2 separate regions of the Hordeum vulgare genome follow, and region 2 is linked to region 1. The links are chromatin contacts, called in public Hi-C maps. All regions are on one chromosome and are shown on one strand. The core of a region is the stretch at or near the end of the contact, and the rest is flanking DNA. Distances in the headings are between cores, read along the strand shown.

Region 1 (4,622 bases), core at 1,008-3,507:
GTATATGACATGCTATGTGAACAAGATATATGCGACACTACTGCTCTATCAAATGCAAGACATGCTATCTGAACAAAATCTGTAGCAAATACAAGACCTTCTCGGCACACTAGTGCCTCAATGGATGCTCTGTGGGAAACCATAGATCTGGGTCTTTCAGATCAAATGGCGATGGCGTTCGCAGTATCGCTTTTGCTCTTGGAAACATCATTTTGAAGCAAGTGATGGCTGGAGGGGACAATAGGAGGAGCAGTGTTGCATCTATCGCAAGGCCGACGTCGGATCATAACGGCATGGCGCTGTGGAGTTTCAGCGACGAGTGTGTGTGGATGGACACATGCAGGATGGTGGCGTTGTCTTGTGCCATGGTGACTTCGACCGCAGGCCAGCTAAGATCGGTGTTTTAGTTCCTATTCTGGAGATGGACCGATGGAAGATGACGGCGACACCAAGAGTGAGCTAGACCGGTGTGGGGCCTAGTCCTGGTATGTGGCTGGGCTGGGGCATCCGAATATAGATGTTAGGGTTTGGTGCGATGTATGTTTGGTATTAGACTCGGATATTCGACACACCTTCATCAAAGTGATAGGAGTAGCAAAAGATGTTGTCTAGATGGTGGCTTTAGCCTGACTGATGTATTAACTTGTATGTTCTTTTTGAAAAATTAATAAAATGACTGCATGTATGATCGAGATGCATAGACAAGGGTATACCTTTTAAAAAAACTCATTCCTCAATATTTTGGTTGCCATGCCGAATCCAAAATGCCATAAAATATTATGAGAAGAGAAATGACATATGCTTTGGTGGGGTTGCAATATGATCACCAATAGCGGGTAATAACCTCGCCCCGGGGAAATCCTATTAGACGCTTTGTGTATTAAAATAGTGGGATGACACAAAGAGCGTGTGCTGCACCAACAGGCCCAACACAGTTTTCATCTTGGGTTTATTATTTTCATTTTTCTATTTTTGTCCGTCATATTTTTGTTCTTTTGTTTTTTAAGGTTTTGTTTTTTCATTCTGAATTATTTGATTTATTTTAGAATTTTCCTTTTATATTTATTAATCTCAAACATTATTGAAATTGATAAATAGTTGTAAATTTTGCTTTATCACTTTTAAATAGAGTAAAATATTAATATTAAAATTAAAATATTAAGCGAAATCATTGAAATGTTTTGAAACTTAGAGATGTTTTAGAAAAATATTGAGAACATTTTATATAGTCTTCAATATTATTTGAAGTCATAATTTTTTTTATAATCTATGGATACTTTTTTCTAAATGTGAGAATATTTTAATTAGCACAAATATTCCAAGGGTATGGAACATTTCATAAATTATAAAAAACAATTACATTTAATAATTTATATTTTTTGGAATTTCTCCATAAAATTTTAATCTTGCTGTTATGTGATGTATAATAATTTATAAAACAGTACCTCTTTTTTATAGGGACAGCAGGTGAAAGCAAAAAAAGTAAAAAAAAACAGAGGGCTCTACGCATCAACTTGTTCTTGGTGATGTCCATGTGTGTTTGTTCAACTATTAACACAATTACCGTCAGCTCTCACATGGTGCTGATATGTATGGTTCACATAGTAACAAGCCAGGCTACCTTAGTTGGTATCGCTCACACTTCCTGTAACGCGAGTTTCCCATCGATCACATTGTTTGTTTTTCAATTTGGTTGGCTTTATTTTAATATAAAAATACTAACAATGGTGAAAATATTTTTTTGTGAAATTTAAAAGTGTTACGTAATTGGAAAAACCATTTCATATATTTTCAAAATTATTCACGACATCTACAAACATTTATGAATACGTAAATCATGAAATTGAAAATATATTCATGATTTTTAAAATATAACCAGAACTATAAAAATATTTCAGAAATAAAAACAAATATTAATATATTTGGAAAATATTTGTGGTTTTATAAAATGTATCATAATTTAAAATATCATGGGTTAGAGAATGTTTGCAAATATGACGAAATATTCGAAAGTTTAAAAATGTCCAGAAATTTAAGAAAATAAAATTAAAAATAAAAGTAATAAAAAGATTGGTATATATGAGTAAATAGAAACTAAGAAGAAAGTAGGAAAAATATGGTAATAAAATCCGAAAAGATGAACCGGCGATACATGTCATTTGTTCCCATTATTGGTCACCCCTGGTGAACCCTAGTGGGCCGGCCATGTCGGTCGCTGTGGGGACTCACCGTAGCGCTTGCGACGGGCGACACATATCATTTGTTCCCATGGTTGGCCACCCCAAAAAATGTACAACTCTGTTCAACAGTCGTTGCTATCGCTCGTAGCAAGCAATACAAACCCATTTGTTGTCTCCCGCAAGTACTCTCATTGCTCACTGCGTGTGCCTACATGTGTCTAGTCTAGCCAGCAACGCTACACGTGATTCAACTTACTCCCGAGCGAGTTTTTTTTTTCTGTTTTTTTCACTTTATTTTTCTGTTTACATGAGTTTTTTTTAACTTATAAAAAGTTTACAACTATTAAAAACGGCCAGAAGTAAAACAAAAGTAGCTAATTTTAGTTTTTCATTAATTTGAATTTGAAAAATTACTATGAAATATATGAAAGTTACGGCTTTGGAAAAACATTTATGAATTTAAAAATTATTCTTGAACTTGTAAAAATGTTCAGTAATTCTATTAATGTTTGTGAATTCATATTTTATCAATTTAATTTTTTCCATTAATTTTATAATTTCCATGTTTCAAATTGTTTTCGCAAATGCAAAAAAGGTTCACATATTAGAAAAATATTCATGATTTTTAAAATGAAGAATAAAAACACAAATTTGTAATATATTCATATTTTTTATTTGTAATTTAATATGTTCAAACATTTTTAAAACTATTTTTGAATTTGAAAAGTGTTTACGAATTAGAAAAGGAGAAGGAAAAAATGAAACAAAGAAGAAAAAAAGTAAAAGTAAAGAAAACAAAAAAAGCAAGTGTAGAAAAAAGGAAAAAGGAAAGAATGAAAAATCATTTTGAGAAGTTTCCTAAAACCGGCATACATAGGTTGGCTCTATGCCTAGCTGAGTAATAGCACGATGCTAGTAAGTGATTCATTTGTTATCATTTGGGTAGCTCTTACACATCTAGTCTATCATTTTGTAGTTTATAGGGCCACCAATAGTTTGGCCTGTTAGCACCCCGCCCACCCATGAGCACAGTTTAATTGTTGTCAATACTATATCCCGATAAATAAGTAAAATAATTTGTCTTCAAATTTTGATAAAAATATACTGGTCATAAATTAAATAATAAAAATATTCATGTATTATGTAAAACTTGTGAGATTAACGGACCAATGATCATTCGGTATGAGTGGTGAACTATCTCAAAAGCATTGAACAATAGATTATAACATACTGATAGGTGATTTCACTCCATGTAAAATGTTGTAATACCAAATTTCTCACGCAACTTTTCGAGATCTCAAAGCAGGTCCTTCATCCATGATGCCACAGTGGACAAGTCGCCGAACTCTAGAACTCATGGCCACTCCCCACCCCATGCACACAGGTTGTTGAGATAGTGAATGATCAATGTACTTGGCCAAGATCGGGCAGGTCGGCGGGTTGGATTTGCACTACCACTATATAAAGGGGTCTTGTTCCCCAAGAAGACCTCACCTCTTTCCTCCCAAAGCTCGAGTGTTGCTCCTAAGCTCATTTTCACCCGATTTCTTTCCCTATCCATTAAAACTTGTTGATCTTCTAGGATTTGGAGGAGGCCTTTATTTACACGTCCATCAAGAGAAATTTGATTTTCCCATTAAACCCTTGCGGATCTTGTTACTCATGGGCATTTTAGCACCCTAGACGGAAGAGGTGGCGAAGCTTCGTGCTGGTGTTCGGAACCTCTAATTAAGTTGTGGAGATTGCCCCAACCTTGTTTGTAAAAGTTCGACCGCCTCCTTCAAGGGCACCACTAGTGGAATCACGACACCTCGCATTGTGTGACGGTGTGAGGAGAATATGGTGGTCTTAGTGGCTTATTGAAGAGCATTGTGCCTCCAAACCGCTCCAACGGAGTCGTACTTCCTCTCAAAGGGAAGGAACTTTGACAACACATCCTCGTCTCTACTGACTCCACTTGTGGTTACTTCTTACCTTTACTTTGTGCAATATATTATTGTGTTATATATTTTGCTTGCTTGCTAGTTGTTGTTGTTACATATCTAGACAACATTTTTGTTGCTAAACCTAATTTGTTTAAAAGGGTTAAAATTAGTAGTTGCCTATTCACCCCCTTTAGTCAACTATATCGATCCTTTCAATTGGTATCACATCTACGTCTCTTTAAAAGGCTTAACCGCCTAAAGAGTATGGCTCGCGATGAGGTTCAGGATGGATACAACTCCACGGCTGTGACCAAGATAGTAGTCACCTCTAGTGATTTGAATGAGGCCATGGCCTCTCCCAAATCATCTGTGGTGAATGATGTCAAGGACACGCTAAATAAATTCCTTGAGAGATGCAAACCTCCCACCGATCCCAAGGAAATGGTTAATCCATTCTCTTTGGAAATGGATGCCGATTCCACCAAGGAATTGGCTAGTGCTACTAGCCATAAACTGT
Region 2 (4,622 bases), core at 819-3,318, 400 kb after region 1:
GATGCATCTTCTACGAGGGATTGCTTCTCGTACTTGGATCAAGAGTCCTTTCTCCCGTCTACCACAAGATTGCTTTGCTAATCTCATGGCCTTGGTCCTGGTTCTCCTCAGCGATATGTTTCTCTCCTTCTTATGCACGTGGAAGAGGCATATACTTTCCTCTGATTTTTCATGTCCCCTGATATTTTCCCCTCAACCTCAGAGGCTCGCTCAACAATTCCATGAAGAGAGGGTTCTTAAGCATGCTCATAAGAGTTCATGGTCTCTCACTTAGAAAAAACATGTACAAGACAGTGGACTTGGTCGGTCGACGCATGCGCTTCATCATCTTCTTTGGCACTAGCGGCTTGGGAGATTTTATCGTTGTCTACTCGAGCATGGTGTAAGCTCTCTTCATAGGATCCCATGGCATCTTCTTCCCCCATTCTCGGAGGTAGTTCCACTCATGTGGCCTTCGTCTAGCCACTCGCAGCCATGGTCATTTTTTGGTCTCCGTCGTCTGTGTTGGTCATTCGAGGACGTATTGCTCCCACCATGTGATATGGTGGTTGTTCGGAGTGTTTTATGTGATAGTAGCGGTTCTTCTCCCCACGTGAAGCAGAGGAAATTGTTTGTAATCGTTTTTCTTTTTATGTCGGATATAATTGAGTTGGAAGCTGTGTGGAGCCTTCTAGCTCCTAGTACTATTAAAGTTGTAGGTATTCTATTGCCAAAAATACGATATTTAGATTATGAATACTATCTAAAGCAATGTAGTTCGACTAGAGACCTATGAAATCAAATTCCCAATAGGGTTTTTTCACGAGAAAAGCGATACTTTAGACCCCTTAACTATGACAGAATTCTCACTTTGGACCTCTAGATTGTAAACACCGAAAATAAAATGTGTGAACTAGTAAAACCGTATATATTTGATCCCATGGATGTAGTGAGGAGAAGCTCCCGCTCGAGCCCAAATGTAGGAGAAACTCGAAGCCCGATAAAAACAAGCAATCCCGTTACAAGAACAAGAGTATTTTCGATTGCGACTATACGTCCGGAATTACCACTCATGCCGACAAAGCATCGCCGAAAAGGACACGAGAAGGCGCAATCGAATGAGATGGCACGCACATTTAGCAGATAGAATATGTTGCCCGACCTATGTAATGGGAACCTTCTACAAGGCTCATGATTGGTTTTGGGAACCTTCTAGAAGTTTCATAAATCGGGTTTTTACTAGTTTTTATTAGCTTTTCCATTTTTCCTTTTTTTCCCTTTTTACCGTTTCTTTCCTTCGCTACTTTAGTTTTTTTTTACGTTCATTATATTCCAAGTTTATATTTTATTGGTTCAAAAATATTTCGTGAAATTCCAAATATTGTTTGGAAACTATTTCTATTCTCAAAACTAATTTCGAAATTCAGAAATTTAAAAAGCTTTGAGTTTTCAAAAAAATGATTGAAGTTCACAAAAATGTTCCCATTTTTTAAAATTTGTTCACAAAGTCAAAAATTCCAAGGGTTACAAAACATCTTCGGTTTTCCAAAATAATTTCAAAATTTCAATAAATGTTATCGTATTCCAAATTTTGTTCTGAAATTCAAAAAATGTACAGCAAATTTTCAGAAAGTTAAATATTTCAAAAGTTCTTGTTTAATTTCGTAATTTATTTTCAAATGCAAAAAAATGCAGTTTCCCAAAACAACCGTGCTGTTAAAAATTGTCCATGTTTTCTATTTTTTCTTCAGAAATTGAGAAAATTTTAAAAATATCCTCATTTTAAAAAGTGTTCGAAAGTTCATAATATGTGCCATTTAAAAATATTCTTGAATCTAACACGGATCTCCACGGTAGTGCAGTTCGCTATGGTGACCTCGGTGTGCTATAGCAGCATCCGCTAGAGACATTCCATTTACGATTGTGCCGCCTTAGTTGTGTGGCGCCTCACCGTTTCGGCTGCATTTTGAGGCATAATGCGGCTTATAAGAACTCTTAATATGGCCGACGAGACCTCATGTTCCGCGCGTTACTGGTGGGCCGACCCTTATACCTGATTCAAAGCGGGTTCCCCCAACCCCCTACTGTCGCGAACATGGGATGAGTGCACCTACATGTCGCTAGAAGCAAGACAGTATCGTCCAATTGGCCTGGCCCAGCTGGGTTACAGACCTTCAACAGTTTTTTCTTCCATTTTTTAAACATTTTTGCATTATATTCCTGGTTTACTTTTTAGTTTTAGTTATATGTGGAAATATTCTTATTATACTTATTATAAAAATTATTTTACATAAAATTCCGTATGCATAGCATGTATATATTTTTTACAATGTGTATAAAAGAAGGTTGAAATAAAAACATAAATTTAGGTTAAATAATGTTAATCATGAATTGGTGAATTGGTGAATGTGCATAGAAATATGATTCTGATGTATACAAACAATGTTCAATGTGTAAGAAAAAGTAGACATAAATTTTTTTGCTGATGCACAAAAAAAAATGTAGACTGTGTGTGGAAATTGATAAATGTGCAACTTTCTATGATGTAAAAAATATACACTGCTTATTGAAAAAGTAGACATCGAAAATATATGTTAATCATTTATTTCCAAAACGCTAAACATGTATATAGACATGAAAAAAATATAAGTTACCAAAAAAGTTAATCATGTATTTGAAAAATATTAAACATATATATATGAAAATGTTTCTAGTGTATACAAAAAATCTACAGATAAAACCAATGAAACCAAATAGGAAACATAAAGAAACAAACAAAACAAAAGGCAAAACTCCGTAAATCATAAAATAAACAAAAATATAATATAAATAAATAAACTCCGTTAAAATGTGAAATAAACGAGAAAAAATACTGAAACCTGAGGAAGATAAAAGGGAAACCGCAAGAAAAATAAGAAAAAACTAAAAGGGGAAAAACGAACAAAACTAATAATAGATTAAAACTAGCCAGCGATGAGCTGGTGAGCCAGTGGCCGCGGTAAAACAAGCCAATGATGTCCTGCGGATATGGTCCCTTCTGGCGCGACAGATGCTATCATTGCCCCGAGCGAGATCTAGAATTCGCGCATGGATGTGTCTATGTATTGTTTATTGTAAGGCGGATGTTTGCAAAACCACTAATTGAGGGACACTCTTTGCAAAGGTTAACTTCATTTCTCAGGTTGCGACAAGCGACGAACTGTATGTTATTTGTCGTAACCTAAAAGTTTTTTTTCTTTTTGTAGATTCGTTTATTTAAAATGTTTTGTCTTTTATTGTGCGTTTAAATCTTGAATCATTTTCATTTTTAGATTCCTCATATCAAGATCTTTAAAATTAGATATCATGTTCATAAATTTTGATAAACTTTTCTCACAAGATAAAATGGACAAAAAAGGAACCGGAAGTGTGTGTTTTTTACTTTCTGAAAGAGGCATGATTATACCTCTCGCAAAACCAAATCCATTTCTCCACGAAAAGTAAACTCGTGCCTTTTGCGAAAAGGAAAAATATCTATTTTTTTCTTTTACGAGAGGCACGACCGTGCCTCTAGCAGAAGCATACCCGTGTTTCTTGCGAAAGTAAAACCGTACCTCTTATGGAAGCAAAAAAAAAAAGGGAAAAACGAAGCAAATTTGTGCCTCTCAAGATAGGAAAACGCATATTTTTTTCGTTTCAGAGAAGCATGGTCTTGTGTTTCACGGAAGTAAAATTGTACCTCTCGCGTAAGGAAATATATTTTTTTGTTTATGAAAAGCACGACCGTGCCACTAGTGAAAACAAATATGTGCCTCTCGCAAAAGCAAAATCCTGTCTGTCGTGAAAGAAAAAAATGTGTTTTTTTCGTGTTCAAGAGGCATGGCCGTGCGTCTCATGAAAGCAAGAAACGTGTTTCTCATGCAAATTGTTTTAAAGAAAATCATCCAAGACCTGAGAAACACCAGTGGAAAGCCGAAAAAGACCCAAAAATAGATTTAGAATGCCGAACACGTGTGTGAAAACATAAAAAACAAAGTCCCGAATAAACGCCCACAGTGTGCACATGGCGGCAACTGAGACTACCACGCTCTCGGCCCACCCCAAGTAATCCTTGAGTATGCTCCTGAAGAGGCGCTCTTCGTTAGTTGCTCCCTTGAATCCTTCAAGCGTCAAAGGAGCTAACTAAGAGTTGTCAGACAGCAATTGGCATGTCCTAAATACTCATAGCACATGTGATAATTGTTTTTGGTATATTTGTTCAATTGGTTTTCTTATTTTAAACAATTTTTAATGTTATAAAAATTATTTGTTATTTATATCTTGAAACTGTGTTATTTTTTTCTAAAAAAGCATCCAGTTTTAAAAAGTATTCATTTTTTTCTTCTAATTGTTCGTGTTTCTTAAAAAATAATGGATTCCCGACTACACCAAATGTACAATGGGGTAGGACAACCCAAAAAACACGTTCTTTCCTTTTTGGGAGGTATGTCCATGCCTTTCATGAAAGCAAATCTGGGCCTTCATGAAAAATAAATCTATACCTCTCACGAAACAAAAAAAGGATACACGTTTTTTTTTTCCAAAAGACAATGACGGAAGCAAATTCATGTATTATTCATCAAGGTGTCGATGCTCAATTGCCATGCTCCATGGGCCGGCCCAAT

What was found. Hi-C and Micro-C count contacts between places; a contact is called where the count stands out from the background.
Region 2: a contact with region 1 is called in a Hi-C map of seedling, with 10 times the contacts expected there. The contact joins two enhancer-like sites. A contact is called at or near these places in 3 of 6 Hi-C or Micro-C datasets (leaf and seedling).

The regions. Positions count from the first base shown.
Region 1 is chr4H:549,525,849-549,530,470 of MorexV3_pseudomolecules_assembly, forward strand. No RefSeq gene overlaps it. Among protein-coding and RNA genes, the nearest start is that of LOC123449436, 16 kb to the right of the region's middle. Within about 2 kb of position 2,258, at least 2 of the 3 cell types and tissues checked have open chromatin away from gene starts, as enhancers often do. A contact at or near this core is called in seedling, where this site is marked.
Region 2 is chr4H:549,924,378-549,928,999 of MorexV3_pseudomolecules_assembly, forward strand. No RefSeq gene overlaps it. Among protein-coding and RNA genes, the nearest start is that of LOC123446929, 11 kb to the left of the region's middle. Within about 2 kb of position 2,069, at least 3 of the 3 cell types and tissues checked have open chromatin away from gene starts, as enhancers often do. A contact at or near this core is called in seedling, where this site is marked.